Regions from separate parts of the Mus musculus genome. Here all the other regions are linked to region 2. A link is a contact called in public Hi-C data. All regions are on one chromosome and are shown on one strand. The core of a region is the stretch at or near the end of the contact, and the rest is flanking DNA. Distances in the headings are between cores, read along the strand shown.

What was found. Hi-C and Micro-C count contacts between places; a contact is called where the count stands out from the background.
Region 1: a Hi-C map of trophoblast stem cells shows a contact between it and region 2, with 1.8 times the contacts expected there. The contact joins the enhancer-like site here to the promoter of Nfil3 in region 2. A contact is called at or near these places in 1 of 39 promoter capture datasets (pre-B cells), 1 of 484 Hi-C or Micro-C datasets (trophoblast stem cells) and 1 of 115 datasets of contacts at active chromatin or transcription factors (pancreatic cancer cells).
Region 3: a contact with region 2 is called in a Hi-C map of cortical neurons, with 6 times the contacts expected there. The contact joins the enhancer-like site here to the promoter of Nfil3 in region 2. A contact is called at or near these places in 2 of 484 Hi-C or Micro-C datasets (both in cortical neurons), 1 of 115 datasets of contacts at active chromatin or transcription factors (pancreatic cancer cells) and 1 of 9 other capture datasets (embryonic stem cells).

What each region holds. Positions count from the first base shown.
Region 1 is chr13:52,462,518-52,466,948 of GRCm38.p6, forward strand. No RefSeq gene overlaps it. Among named protein-coding and RNA genes, the nearest start is that of Diras2, 66 kb to the right of the region's middle. Within about 2 kb of position 1,799, at least 5 of the 459 cell types and tissues checked have an H3K27ac peak or open chromatin away from gene starts, as enhancers often do. A contact at or near this core is called in trophoblast stem cells, where this site is marked.
Region 2 is chr13:52,978,598-52,982,655 of GRCm38.p6, forward strand. Nfil3 (nuclear factor, interleukin 3, regulated) reads right to left here and starts at 2,442. Exons shown (of 2, transcript NM_017373.3): 1 at 2,264-2,442.
Region 3 is chr13:52,443,757-52,448,183 of GRCm38.p6, forward strand. No RefSeq gene overlaps it. Among named protein-coding and RNA genes, the nearest start is that of Diras2, 85 kb to the right of the region's middle. Within about 2 kb of position 2,030, at least 18 of the 459 cell types and tissues checked have an H3K27ac peak or open chromatin away from gene starts, as enhancers often do. A contact at or near this core is called in cortical neurons, where this site is marked.

The sequences.
Region 1 (4,431 bases), core at 549-3,048, 520 kb before region 2:
CTTACAACCATCTATAACTCCTGATCTAGGTGATTCACTGTCCTCTTCTGGTCACCAAGGGCATTGCATGCACATGAACATGCAAAAAGATAAGTAAATAAAAATAAAATAAAATTTCAAAATTAAAGCTCTGTTCTCTGACTTCATTTTAAAAATTAAACAAAGAGCCTTACCGTCTTCCTGGACTTGGCGGCGGCCAAGTTAGAGTTTGATTTTCTGTTGGCGCCTTTAATTTTTACTTTAATTAAAGAAAACTTGATCACGTCTATACTATCTTTCAGTTTTAGCTTTTTCAAACTTTCTTATGGCCTGGTGTGAGCATCCAGTGCTGGCTTTGGCTTTCTTGCCACACTGGAGCTGAGAAGATACGCTGCTTAGGGGTTACTTTTAGTTTCAACACAATCTGAAGTTTCCTTACTGGTACCCTGTTTGTTAATCTCCCTCTTCACAATTGATACATTTCCCAACAGTGTATTCACTTTTCATAGATTAGCAATTGCATGGCATCTTTTCCTAAATGTGCTCTCATCCACTCTACAGCCCAGATACTTTCAGCTTGGCATGTGCATACACAAAATCGCATAAAAATAGAGAGTATTAAATATTCCCCAATTTAAAAAAACTTAGGAATTGAATTTTCATAATTATCATTCATAAAACAGCTAGAGTGCCTAATGCCACTTAGCTATAGTCTTTTTTTTTTTTAACTTTCTTGAGTTTCTGTTGCCCACCTTAATTTTGTTTTTGTTTTTGTGTTGTTTTTTTAAGGACCATTTCTTAAGTGGCTCGTGTTTTGCATCAACACTCTACACTGCTCATGGGAACAACTCTATCAGGACCCACCTCGGGTGGCTGGCCCTGCTGTGTCCTGGGATTCTTCTACATGTTTCCAGGAACATGAAGGAGCTCAGGACACCAGTGGGTCAGTGCTTCCTTCTCACAGAATGATGGAGTGTTCCATCTTTGGTTTCCTTAGACAGACATTTCATGTTCTGGAGAGTTCCCTGACACCTCTACCCTGGTGGGGACAAATACTTCTTATCCTCAATGTCTGTCTTTCGAGACATATTTTATTTTTATTTATGTGTGTGTGCATATGTGTGCTAGATACCTACAAAGGCCAGAGAGAGTGTCAGATCCCTTGGGGCTGCAGTTACAGGCAGCGGTGAGCCTTTTGGTGTGAAAACTGGGGAACCAAACTGGTGTCTTCTGCAAGGGCAGCAGGTGCTTTGAGCAATGGAGCCATTTCTCTAACCCCCTCTTCACAATCTCTTTTTAAACTTATTTATTCAGCATCTTTGTGATCAGGCACTCATAGGACTTCTATACTAAGGAAGGCAATGTTGCAATATGAACAGAAAAGGAAACAGTTAGATAAGGTGGAGTGAGGAATGCTAGCAAACAAATTAGCTTACTGAATGCTCTGAAGCTAAGCAGAGGGTACCCAGCCATGAGCTCAAAACAAAGGGGAAGACAGGGCCTCAGGAACCTCTCACCAACACAAGCCTAAGGAGAGGACTCACTAGTGATAGTTAATTGACCTGAGGGTCCCACACTGGGGACCAAATTGTCAAGCAGGATACAGCTCTCATCTCAAAGGGAATAAAGATGTTTTATTCTGAGCCTCCTAGGAAAGACTGTGGCCCAGGAGCATGGATTCCAGTCATCCCAAATGACAGGTCCCAGCATGAAAGCAGTTTGACAATGGAAGAAAGTCATGAGTCAGGACATCTGTCCAGTACATGAATGGGGACAGCAGGCTGGCGGCTGCAGTCAAGTCCAGGAAGCTGCAATAGATTGTATCTGATGACAGGCTCACCTCTGGGCTGGGAGAAACCAGTGCTGTGCTAGAATACACCCTAAGGTGTTACCTGATGGCCAGAAATGATGTCAGCTCAGATACAGACCGAGGGCACCTGATGTCTGTTCTGGTGGGACAGACTTATCTCTGGATCTAAACAATGTTCCAACCCTCCATAGTCATTAAGTTCTAACCAGCCTAGCCGAACTTCATCGCAGGTATGACTTTCTTTCTGGAAATTTCCATACACACCCACAGAAAGACAGGGTCGCTGTAACATCCTGGTTCTGTCTCCTCAGAGACCATCCAGCTTCCTTCTGCTACAGCGTGAGAGGCAAGTACCGTAAGATCATGGTGATTTCAGGGGAGTTAAAGGTGTCAGGGATACTCTACACTCTCATGGGCGTGGTCTATGAGAAGATGCGTGGGCGAGGTGTTTAGAGGTCAGAGGAAGATGTCATGAATCTCTAGTTGGGACAGTGCAGTTTGATCCATCTCAAAGCATAAGAATGAAACCTAAAGTTCTAGGTGCTCAACAGAAATGGGTACTCTGGCTAGAGGGCAAATTTGGGTTTGCACCAGAAGTCTCCTGGTCTTGGTCAATTTGTTTCTATGTCTGTTTTCTGTCAGGAGATTTGCTTTGACCCTTCCTTAAGTCTCTGACTTAGAAAAAGAAAAAGAAAAAGAAAAGGAAAGAGAAAGAGAAAGAGAAAGAGAAAGAAGAGAAAGAGAAAGAGAAAGAGAAAGAGAAAGAAGAGAAAGAGAAAGAGAAAGAGAAAGAGAAAGAGAAAAAGAAAAAGAAAAAGAAAAAGAAAAAGAAAAAGAAAAAGAAAAAGAAAGAAAAACAATTGTCTTGAATGCTTAAGAAGTGAAACGATTCTGGTCCTGAGAAGTAAATCTGGTAGGCTGTGAGAATTCTGAATCAACCCAGGTCATGAAGCCCTCTGTTGCTCTGGCCTTAGCCATGGTGGCAGCAGCTGGTCTCAGAGAACAACAGGACTCAGCGTTAACGACCCCATTAAAGCTATGGAGAGGTAAAACAAGAAGGAATTACAATTTAAGGATGTGCCATGCCAGAGCAACAGACCACCACCACGGCGAGTTCACCAGCACATTAACAAGACTGTATCACTATTTCTAGAATAACACCCCAGTCCGAAGTCACATGTGTAAAATAGCTTTTTTTGTATTTTGAATCTACAGACAGTGCTTGCTTATGCTCTGTGCGAACCCACGGGTGTTTGGTTCTTTTTATAAGGTTTGCCAGAGTCCTCATGAACACAGATAGATAGCTCATGGAGTAAAGGTGCCCTGCTGAGAGAGAGAGAGAGAGAGAGAGAGAGAGAGAGACAGAGACAGAGACAGAGACAGAGAGACAGACAGAGAGAGACAGAGTCAGAGAGAGAGAGAGAGAGAGAGAGAGAGAGAGAGAGAGAGAGCTGACTCCTGCAAGTTGTTCTCTGATTTATATACATATACTGCAGCACAGCACAGCCCTCTCCCCAGTAAACAAATAAAATATGTAAGAGAAAACATGTTAAAAAGTCATTTCTCTTGACCGCTGACAGCAGGATACATAGTCTCTGACAACGTCCTGTGAGTGCAATGCCTGGGCTTCTGGTATACTCGGGAATAAATGATAAGCATTCAGCTAACAAGGGAAGAAAAAAAAAAGAGGGAAAAGAATGATAGTCTTTCTAGTGTGCAGTTCTTACGTGGTAGGAGCTGTCTAGCCCTCCCCTAACCCTTGTCTGTGTGGGGATGAGTTGTACTATTCTCTTACAATCCTGTAGCCACGGGGCTGTGCTTTGACAAACAGTGAGTGTGGACAGAAGAGATCTGTACCCCTTCCTGCTCTCCACCTTAAGCTATCCAGGCAAGAATGGATGGCCTGCCCTTCTCCCTACCAGTTGGGTGGTACACACTTTGTTCAGACTATAGCCTGGGAAAGCATGTGGAGACATGGGTGGAAACGAGGGAAGAGCCCAGGTCCCCAATGGGACCAAAGAGAGGGCCCTAACCAGCGACTCTGCATCTCTCAAATGGGGTCTAAGGTGTGGATCTCAGTATGTTGCTGGTGCTGGCTTTTTAAAATGGTTTTACCAATCCACAAGAATATTATCTTTAAGGGGCATGAAAACTTAGAATTTTGATGTCTTCCTAATTCTTTATTTGGTTGTATCTTAAAGGATTTTAATCATGGTGCTCACTGCCTCTCAACTCAATGGCTCTTAAAATTTGTTTCATCATAATTTATGGGACTGATTCTTTCCTGGTAAGCATGTAAGTTGCTAAGTATTTGGGGAATATCTCACTACCATTATTTTTTTTTACCTAAATTCATTTGTATGTGCACATGTGTGTGTGTGTGCATGTGTGTACACATTCATGGGGTCCTGAGGCTAATGTTAGGATGTCTTTATAGGTTCTTCTTTTCCATTACTCCTCACCTTGTAGTTTGAAACAAGGTCTCTTGATTGAATGATTGAATGTGCCTCATCCGAGTGCTGGGATTACCAGCACTGCCATACTCACCTGTGTGTGTGTGTGTGTGTGTGTGTGTGTGTGTGTGTGTGTGTGTGTGTGTTGCTATGGATCAAACTTAGGCTTATCTTTGTACAGCAGTTACT
Region 2 (4,058 bases), core at 1,192-3,691:
GCGGCGCAGCGGGGCCTCGGCGCCGCGAGGACCCCCGCGCCAGAACAAAGGAATGCGGGAGGGGCCGGGGAGCCGCGCGGGCCACCGCGAGGCGCGTCCAGTTGCTGCCCAAGGGGAGCGTCTTGGGTCGAGGTCTCTGCCTGCCACTGCCAGGCGCGTGCCCGGTCTCCCGGACCAGCGAGGGGCGCAAGGACGCATGATGAAAGGTGGCGCTGCAAAGTCCCCCCAGGCCCCCCGCCTCTGAAGGCTTGGGTCTCCCAGCCCAGCACGCAAAGTGGGTCAGGGTCTGCTGCTGGGGGGCCTACTGCAACTGCAGCGTCTTGGAAAACGGCTAAAATAGGGATAATATGTTCCAGGAGTCATCATCTAGAATGTCTCCGCCCCCTAAAATAATATTGTAGTTCAATTATGTAAATGGTACGCTAAGAAAACTATATCTCACAGACACTATTAAATACGTATATTCACACATCATTACACTAAGTAAGAATCCGGGAAGAAATTTAATATCCGGATACTTACCATATTATTCTATCTCCAAGAATAAAACTAGGTTATACAAGGCAAAAATACAATCTACTAACCTATATATACTTCCCATAACTCATATCTGATCTGGGGGAAATTATGATGTGAAATAAATACTTTTGACCTCATTAGCCGTTGTTATTTACAAAAGCCAGAAAAGAAGGTGTCACTTGGCCATTCCCTGTTGCCCTCTGAACGCAGCAGTTCCTCCAAAGTGTCCTTTAAAATGATAAATGGGGCCCCCGCGTTCACCAGCAGTCTCTGGGTGCTGCGAAATGCCTTCCTAAAAATACAGTCTTATCAGAGGTCTTGGAAGGCGTGGAGTTAAAACTACAGCAAATGGCCTTGAGCTCGTATTTGCACACAGCCCTGGAGAAACCAGAAATAGCACTGAGGCCAGGATTGTTAAAATGTGATAGGGCTATATTTAGAAAGACGTACATTTCTTTTAGGGTAAAAGACACACATTTGGCAAGCATGAGCTATGTCAAGGCTTAGTCGGTCGTCACTTTCCGGCTTAAAATATCCTTTAAAAGAACCAACAAAACCCCTGTTGATGGTGACATTCTTCAACGCTGAGATTGCCCTACTTTCTTTGTGGCAAGATTATAAAATCACGTAATTAGCTCCCTTTCTATGCTCAACAGCCAGCAAATTCGGCAGTTACATAACCTCACATTTCCAGGAATCTAGTAATGATTTGTCTTGTGGTGTCTTAAAAAAAAAAAAAAAAAAGCCAATGACGATAAGGTGAGAAAAAAAAAAAAGAAAGAAAGAAAAAGAAAGGCTGATGAAACGCATCGCATTCCAGTTGGGAAAAGTGGGGAGGCAAACGTCACAATGGCTCGTCCGGGTTTTAAAAATAACACCTCGGAACATTTAAGGAGCCCCCCCTCCCCCGCGCGCATTAGTGTCCAAGACTAGGATTTCTTCTTTCTTAATAATGAACTCCATAGAATCGTTTTTTAAAATATGCGTATTTGGGACGATACAGAGGTACCAATAAGGATCTAATAGCCAACGCTGCGCTAAAATGACCAAATCATTGCACACAAATCACACGCGCACATTCTCACATCAGTTCGTCCTCGGTGCCCACGTTTCATCGCTGGCCCATTATGCAATGTAAGAAAGGACACATCCCTCCACCTTCCCGAGGGCTCGTAAAACACGGTGACGACAAACGGGTTGGAAAACGTCGGTGCCGACACAGCGCCTGACACAAACAAACGCCGCGCAGGCATCTCCGATTGCCGTCACCGTTGGTACTCCCAATCCTCCTAAGCAAATCAAGACTCAACCCTCCCCTTAGCTGGCCCGGATTGGGGACTAGCGCGGAGAGACCCCGGAGAGCAGGGCAAGTCGTCTGGCTGCTAAAAGGATCGGCCTCCACTCCGCCTCCACGGCGCGCTCTTCGCCACCGAAACATCAATTTTCCTGAAATCCGGAGACATTATGCAATAGCGGGGAGGAGGAGGGAGCGCGCGGCAGCCCGGGCTACGTGCGGGCGCCAGGGCGCTGCAATCAAAGCAGCTACCTTAAGGTGGCGAGTCCCCCCTCCTGCCAAGGCAGCAAAAGTTTATGTAATGCATGCCCCGCGCACACTCGCCGCCTCCCGCCAGCCCTGCGCCGCGCCCGCACGCATCCCGCGCCCTACGCCCGCCGGCCGCGCGCTCCAAGAGCGGGCACGGAGCAGAGCAGGGCCCCCGGGGCCGCCGGTGGGCGGAGCGCTTACCGTGGTTCTGCTCCCTGGTCCGTGAGGGGGAAAAGAAAGGGCGGCTGTAACCGGGCTGGCGGCGCCGGGGCGCGATTCAAGCTCCGCCGGGCCCTCAGCGGGCGGTGGCGAGGGCGCGGCGCGGGAGACGAGCGGGCGCGCCGGGTCCGCGGGCGCCGTGGCCGCGCCGAGAGATGTGTGTTAGTAGGTCAGTTCCGAGCGCCGCGCTACGTCGCCGCCCGCCAGCCCCGCCGTGACGGGCGGCGGCCGCCCCAATCGCCGCGCCCGCGCCCGCCCCCGGCCCGCCGCCACTGGCCGCGCCGACAGGGGCGGGCTCCCCACCGCCCCGCCCCGCCCCGCCCCGTCCTCTCCGCCGCGGCGCCACTGGCAGTCCGCGTCCTTCTCTGGCCGCGGCCGCAGCTGCTACCCGCTGTCCGTGGGGACCCAGGCCGAGCGCTATGTTGCGCAACGGGACGCACCGCGGAGCAACCCGAGGCACGCCTAAGAGGAGCCCAGGACCCTTTTGCCCATTGCCGGCCGCGCCCTCCGGGTCGCTGCGCTCGCTCCGTGGTGCCAGCACCTTTTTTTGTTTGTTTGTTTCCCGGAGAGCCACAGAGGGCCGGGCTACCTGTTGCCAATAGAACCCCGGGTGAGGGCTATGGGGACACGGGCGTGGCGGGGACCTTGGCCTCCTTGTGCCCACGGTCCCCTCTGAGACCGGGAAAGGGGCGCGGCAGCCGGGCTACTGAAATGTCCCGCTCCTCTCCCGGGCAGCGCCGCAACGGTAACACAAACAGCGCTCCCGACACAATTAGGGCGAAGACGACCCCTACAAAGTTGTTGCGTAACACGGTTGGGAAACCAAGCTAGACCCGGTTGGTCTGTGTCCCCGACCACGTGGAGAGGTGGCGGCTGTCTCCGAGGACCTGAGAGTCCGCGGCCTCGGTGTCCCCGGCTGGGAAACCTACCCGCTTTCGGTGCTCGGGCTAGAGCAAGCCACGGAGGGCATTCCCCAAGCATCTTGAACTGGTAGTTCTCCTCTCCTTTCGGTTCTCAGTGAACACGCCAGCCAGCCCCCACCCCACCCCCCTTTCCCCAATTCCTGGGATGTACAAAAGACATAAGGAAATGGGAGACAGAGCATCTGGTGGCATGTTCTTAAGTCAGTCATCGGGTTGGCTATTGTAAAGGAACGTGGCAAACACTCCCCGCGTTTACAGACACGTAAGATTATAGCCGGCCTTGGCAAAGGGAGCCATATTCCTGACAGTGACGCACGCGCTTGCCCAAATACGGAATGTGGCAGGTGGCAAGGTCCTTGAGCTCGGACTGTGGGACCTGGGCTCGAATGATTCCCTCACTCAACCCCCTCCTTTCTCATTTTTCAAAGAAAGCAAACCCCAAAATAAAGAGTGAGTGTGCGGGACCCCCACCCGGAACATCTCACCAAGTGGATCTCTTTCCATTTACTCAAGACACACAGTAGTAACTCCACAAATAATCTCCGAGGCACATCCAGTGGTGATTTAAATGCCATTCACCGTTGGACTTTTGGACGCCTTCACAGGGCAATAATGATGGAGTCTAGCTGGTAAAATACCCCTTAACCAATAAAGCCCCCATAGCACAGATACGCAATAGAGGATAAATCTCCTTTCACGGGTGCTGATCAGTTCAGGGAACACCCCCTCCCCCCTTTACACTTTGTTTGTTTGGATTTTTTTTTGTTTTTTGTTTTGTTTTTTTCCGAAGAACTAACTACCTTGATGTAAACGAATCTTGATTTGGTTAATCGGTTCCACTTTTCTCGAATTTA
Region 3 (4,427 bases), core at 780-3,279, 540 kb before region 2:
ATGTGGTAGTGTCATCTGGGCATGACAAGGCCATCACACTCATGAACACACAGCAGTCATTGCTGGCTGCACAAGCTCTACAGAGGATTGGCCCAGTCAGTATCCTAGCTGTGAGGTTAGCTTTATTTACAATATGCTGGAAAACCAAAAAGAAATCAGGGCCACCCAGGGCAATAGCAGCGGTTCAGCTCGAGATGGTGATAGTCAGGCCCAGTTAAACCCATATGAGAAAGAAGAGCAACTCCAAGAGGTTTCCAGGTGCTGAGAAAGTACTCTTCTCCCACTGACTAATGGTAAGAACAGGACAGCACCTCAGAATCTAGTCACTGCTAATGACAGGCACTGGAGGAGCCCACCCCTCCTACAGATGCTGACAGGCACTGGAGGAGTATGCCCCTTCCACAGATGCTGACAGGCATGGCAGACAGAATTTCTCACCTGGGATGTGAGGTAAAATCAGAAGGTATTTATGGGGAGGTAGAGGCACCAGTCACTTACTTACGGCTCCCCACTTCTTTCCCTGCCTCCCACCCAGAGAGCCTGGCTGCAGACTCTGGCTGTGAAGCCTGCCCTCACCACCCACCTTCAAGGGATAAAAGGATGGAACCACCTTCTAGCACTTGGGCTCTGGTTGTCTTTGGAGACACCCTGCCGTCATGCTGTCTGTCTCTGGTGGCGGGTGTGGAGAGCTGTGCCTTGAGCAATCGCCATTATAAGACGGCGCTGGCTTCCACTGCGCCTAACTAGTAAACAAGCCTTATGCGCAAGTGCAAGAGTAAATTCACGCCCAGTCACTGTCCATCTCGGGGCGTAGTAATGGGGTGATGGGCAAGCAACTAATCAGGTGCTGTCACGCCACATCAGGTGCTGAAACGTCACTCTGCGGGCTATATAAGCAGCACCATTTTCCGGGTTCGGGGTCTTCCTTATGTTGAAGCAATAAAAGCTTTGCCGTAGAAGGATCCGGTTGTCCGAGTGAATTCTTGCCGGCGAGATACTAGCTCGGGCAAGAGGCGGGTCTTGAACTCCCCTCTGGGATCCCACCGTGTTGCCTCCTTGTCCATCTTTCCAGGGCTAAAACACCGGAGTTTCCGGTAATCTGTACTTCTGTCCTCTTGAACTACCCACTGCCACAACCAGAACCTGATGGTTATCACACCGATACCTTAAGTTTCACTTGCATGTCAACAGCACTCTTAGTGGATGCCTATATGGGACTGTTCACAGGTAAGACTCGGGAAAGATGGACGAGAAAATCCAACAGAAACCTCCTGCCCCTCCCATTCTTTGGACGGAGAGGGATAACTAGATGGGTGGGTGACAAACTCCATGGATGCAGATTTGGGGTAAGCAAAGCTCCCCCTCTCTCTTGTCTCTCCCTTTTCCATCTATGAAAACTGTCTTCGTTTTGGAGCCTGCTGAGCCTTTAGGATCTTTGCTTGTAAATCACTACTTTCCTCAACAACAAATGGCTGTGAGCCACCATATAGGTGTTAGGAATTGAACCCCGATCCTGTGGAAAAGGAGTCATTGCCCTTAACCACTGAGCTATCTCCCAGCCCCATGTGTCCATGTTTTGATTTTCCTGAGCCTCTTGTCTGCTCCCCTCCCCCACCCAGGGAAATATTGTATGATCCTTACTTTTACCTCTTTTACTGACTTCATTTTTTTCCCATCAGGCTTCCTTTATCATGTATTTTTTAATAGATGAGATGATTCTATTTTACTCAGCCACAGAGCGCCTAAGTTGACTTGACATATCACCCCATCCTGAGACCCCACTATTTTCTGCCTTCTGCCCACCTAGACTAGCTATTTCAGTTGGTGTTGTGTGGCTGTGTGAGCTGCGGTTCTCCCGTGGGGACTCTGGGAGTCATGGATTCTGCTTTTGTAGCCGTTCTTTTTATAATTCTTCGTGTTATACTCACTCCTCTTTCTGAATCTAGCGCTCTCACGGAGCATCTGTTGGCTCCGTTATGACTAAGAGAAAATTACCAGTCTTCCACTTCCTCCCTCTCCCCCCACCGCCCCCGGGCTTCTCTCGGTTTGGTCCTTATTTTTAGGTCTAGTGGTTCCCTCTGAGCTCCAGCAACTACTCAGGAGGCTGCTTTATGCTCTCCCTCATCCCTTATCCCTTATCCCTCCTCCCTCCCTCCTTCTCTCCTCCCTCCCTCTTTCCCTCCTCTCTCTCTCTCTCTCTCTCTCTCTCTCTCTCTCTCTCTCTCTCTCTCTCTAGGTCAGAATCTCATGTATCCCAAGCTGATTTGAGCCTCTTATTTAACCAGGATTGACTTAAACTCTTGATCCTCCTGCCCCCTGCTCGGGATTTCTGAGATTCACCAGTCCGGGTTTATCCAGTATGGGGATGCAGAGTTTGTTTCCCTGCAGGCTAAGTGAACACTGGACCACCAGAGCCTCATCCCTCCTCCAGACTTTCTTGCTGACCTCTGGGTGCAGGACAGAGCTGCTGCCAGGGATTTTTGCCTGAATTTCATTTCCAAACACTCTCCATTGCTTCCTCTGTGAGCCACACACCTTTACCACTGGAACCTAGATTCAAGCCTTCTTTCTGCAAACCACACACAATGGTTACCGCTGTGATTGACATTCAGGTCCCCGTTGCAAATGTTTCCAAATTGAAATTCTCGGTGGTGATGCTTTCTGAAGCTGGGATTCGAGCCCGACTAGACTGAGAGAGTGAAGCCCTCATGAACAGGATTAATGCTTTACAAAAATAGGAGTTGAGTCCAAAGGGAGCCCTCCCTCACCCCTCCCTCCTCCTGAAAACACCAAGAGTTGGGCCAGAGGAGACCTGCTTTAAGCAGGCAACCCAATACATGTGACCTACTTGAACTCCTCCCTGTGTTAGACACTCACATCTGACTTCTCTGAGAGAAGCTTCCCTGCATTGATGTCTGGTGTCTTGGCAATGTTACTGCAGCTACTGTAGCATATAAGTGGAATTACTTTTTTCTTAGGATGACGGGGGTCCAGGCTTCTTTTGGCCCTCCCCTCTGTGTTACGGGTTTCCTTGTTGTAGTTTGGTTTGCATGGGGATGGGAAGGGGAATCAGGGTTGTTTTTATTTTTGGTTTGTTTTGAGAAAAGCTATCATATATCTGCAACTGGTCTCCCACTCTCTATGTAACTGAGGATGACTGTGAACGTATGAACATCTAATTCTCATAGCTCTGCCTCTCAAGTGCTAAGATTACTGTCATGAGTCACCATACGTGGTGTATGTGATGCTAAGGTTCAAGCCCATGCCTTGTGAAATCTAAGGCAAACCCTCCATTAACTGAGCCATAGATCCATAGCCACAGCCCATTGAGTTATGCTATGGCATACATGCACACACATGCATACACATGCACATGTGCACATACATGCACACACAGAAACATGCATGCACACCCACACACATACCCACATGCACACACGTGCATGCATAAGCATATAGATACACATACACACATGCACACACATGAATACACACAGACATGCATGCAATATGCACTCACATGTGCAAATACAAAGGCCCACACATATACACATATGCACACACATGCACACATGCACATGCATACACACATTTTTTAAAAAATTTAAACCTAATATTTTACATTTTTAAAATTTATAACCCTGTGCCGTTGTATTTTTTTATTAATTTGAGGAGATTGTGGCTTTCGCTGTGGATGTGCAGGCTCTGCTCCTCAGGCTAGAAACACCTTCATGCTACAGTGAATGTATCCCTTTCCCTCGGAAGGACCCACAACACTGATCCGTGTGGACCTACCTGCTCTCCATCAGTGCTATCTGCTCAACTACATCCATTTCCTTTTCCTCCTTCTGCACGCAGAGAGAAGGAAAGTCACACCTTCCCATTTGGCTCTGCAATGTATCTACGGTTTAAAACAAAAATCATAAAATCAAAACCGACGCATGAGCACAAAAGGAAGAAACTAAATAGAAGCTTCGAAGAATGTGTTATCTACGTGACTACAAACAAATAAGGAGGCCCAGCGAGTCCCACCGCCATCTTTAAGGTCTTGTCCTGAGGTTTGGGTTTAAACACAGAGGCAGAAGTATGAATAACTTAGCGACCTTGGTCCCACCCACCATTGTCTTGGCTGCAGCCTATCTTTTATGGGGGTCCTCCGCATGAGATTCCTGGGAGAATTTAACTCTTTGAAGTGTGTTATGCCCATAGTCTGGTATTATCAGCATCTCCCTGTAAAATATCCTTCTTGCCAGGACAGTCATAATTCCTGCTCATGCTCTCGTGATTTTGAAAATCCCAATCATTCAGTTGATAGAACCGCTATTCCTGGTGTCTCCTCTCAGTAATTTTTCATCCGCTGGCGGCCCTCCTTCCACACCCTTGGCTGTTGTCTGTCTCTGCTACTCAGCTTTCTCCACTACGGCCAT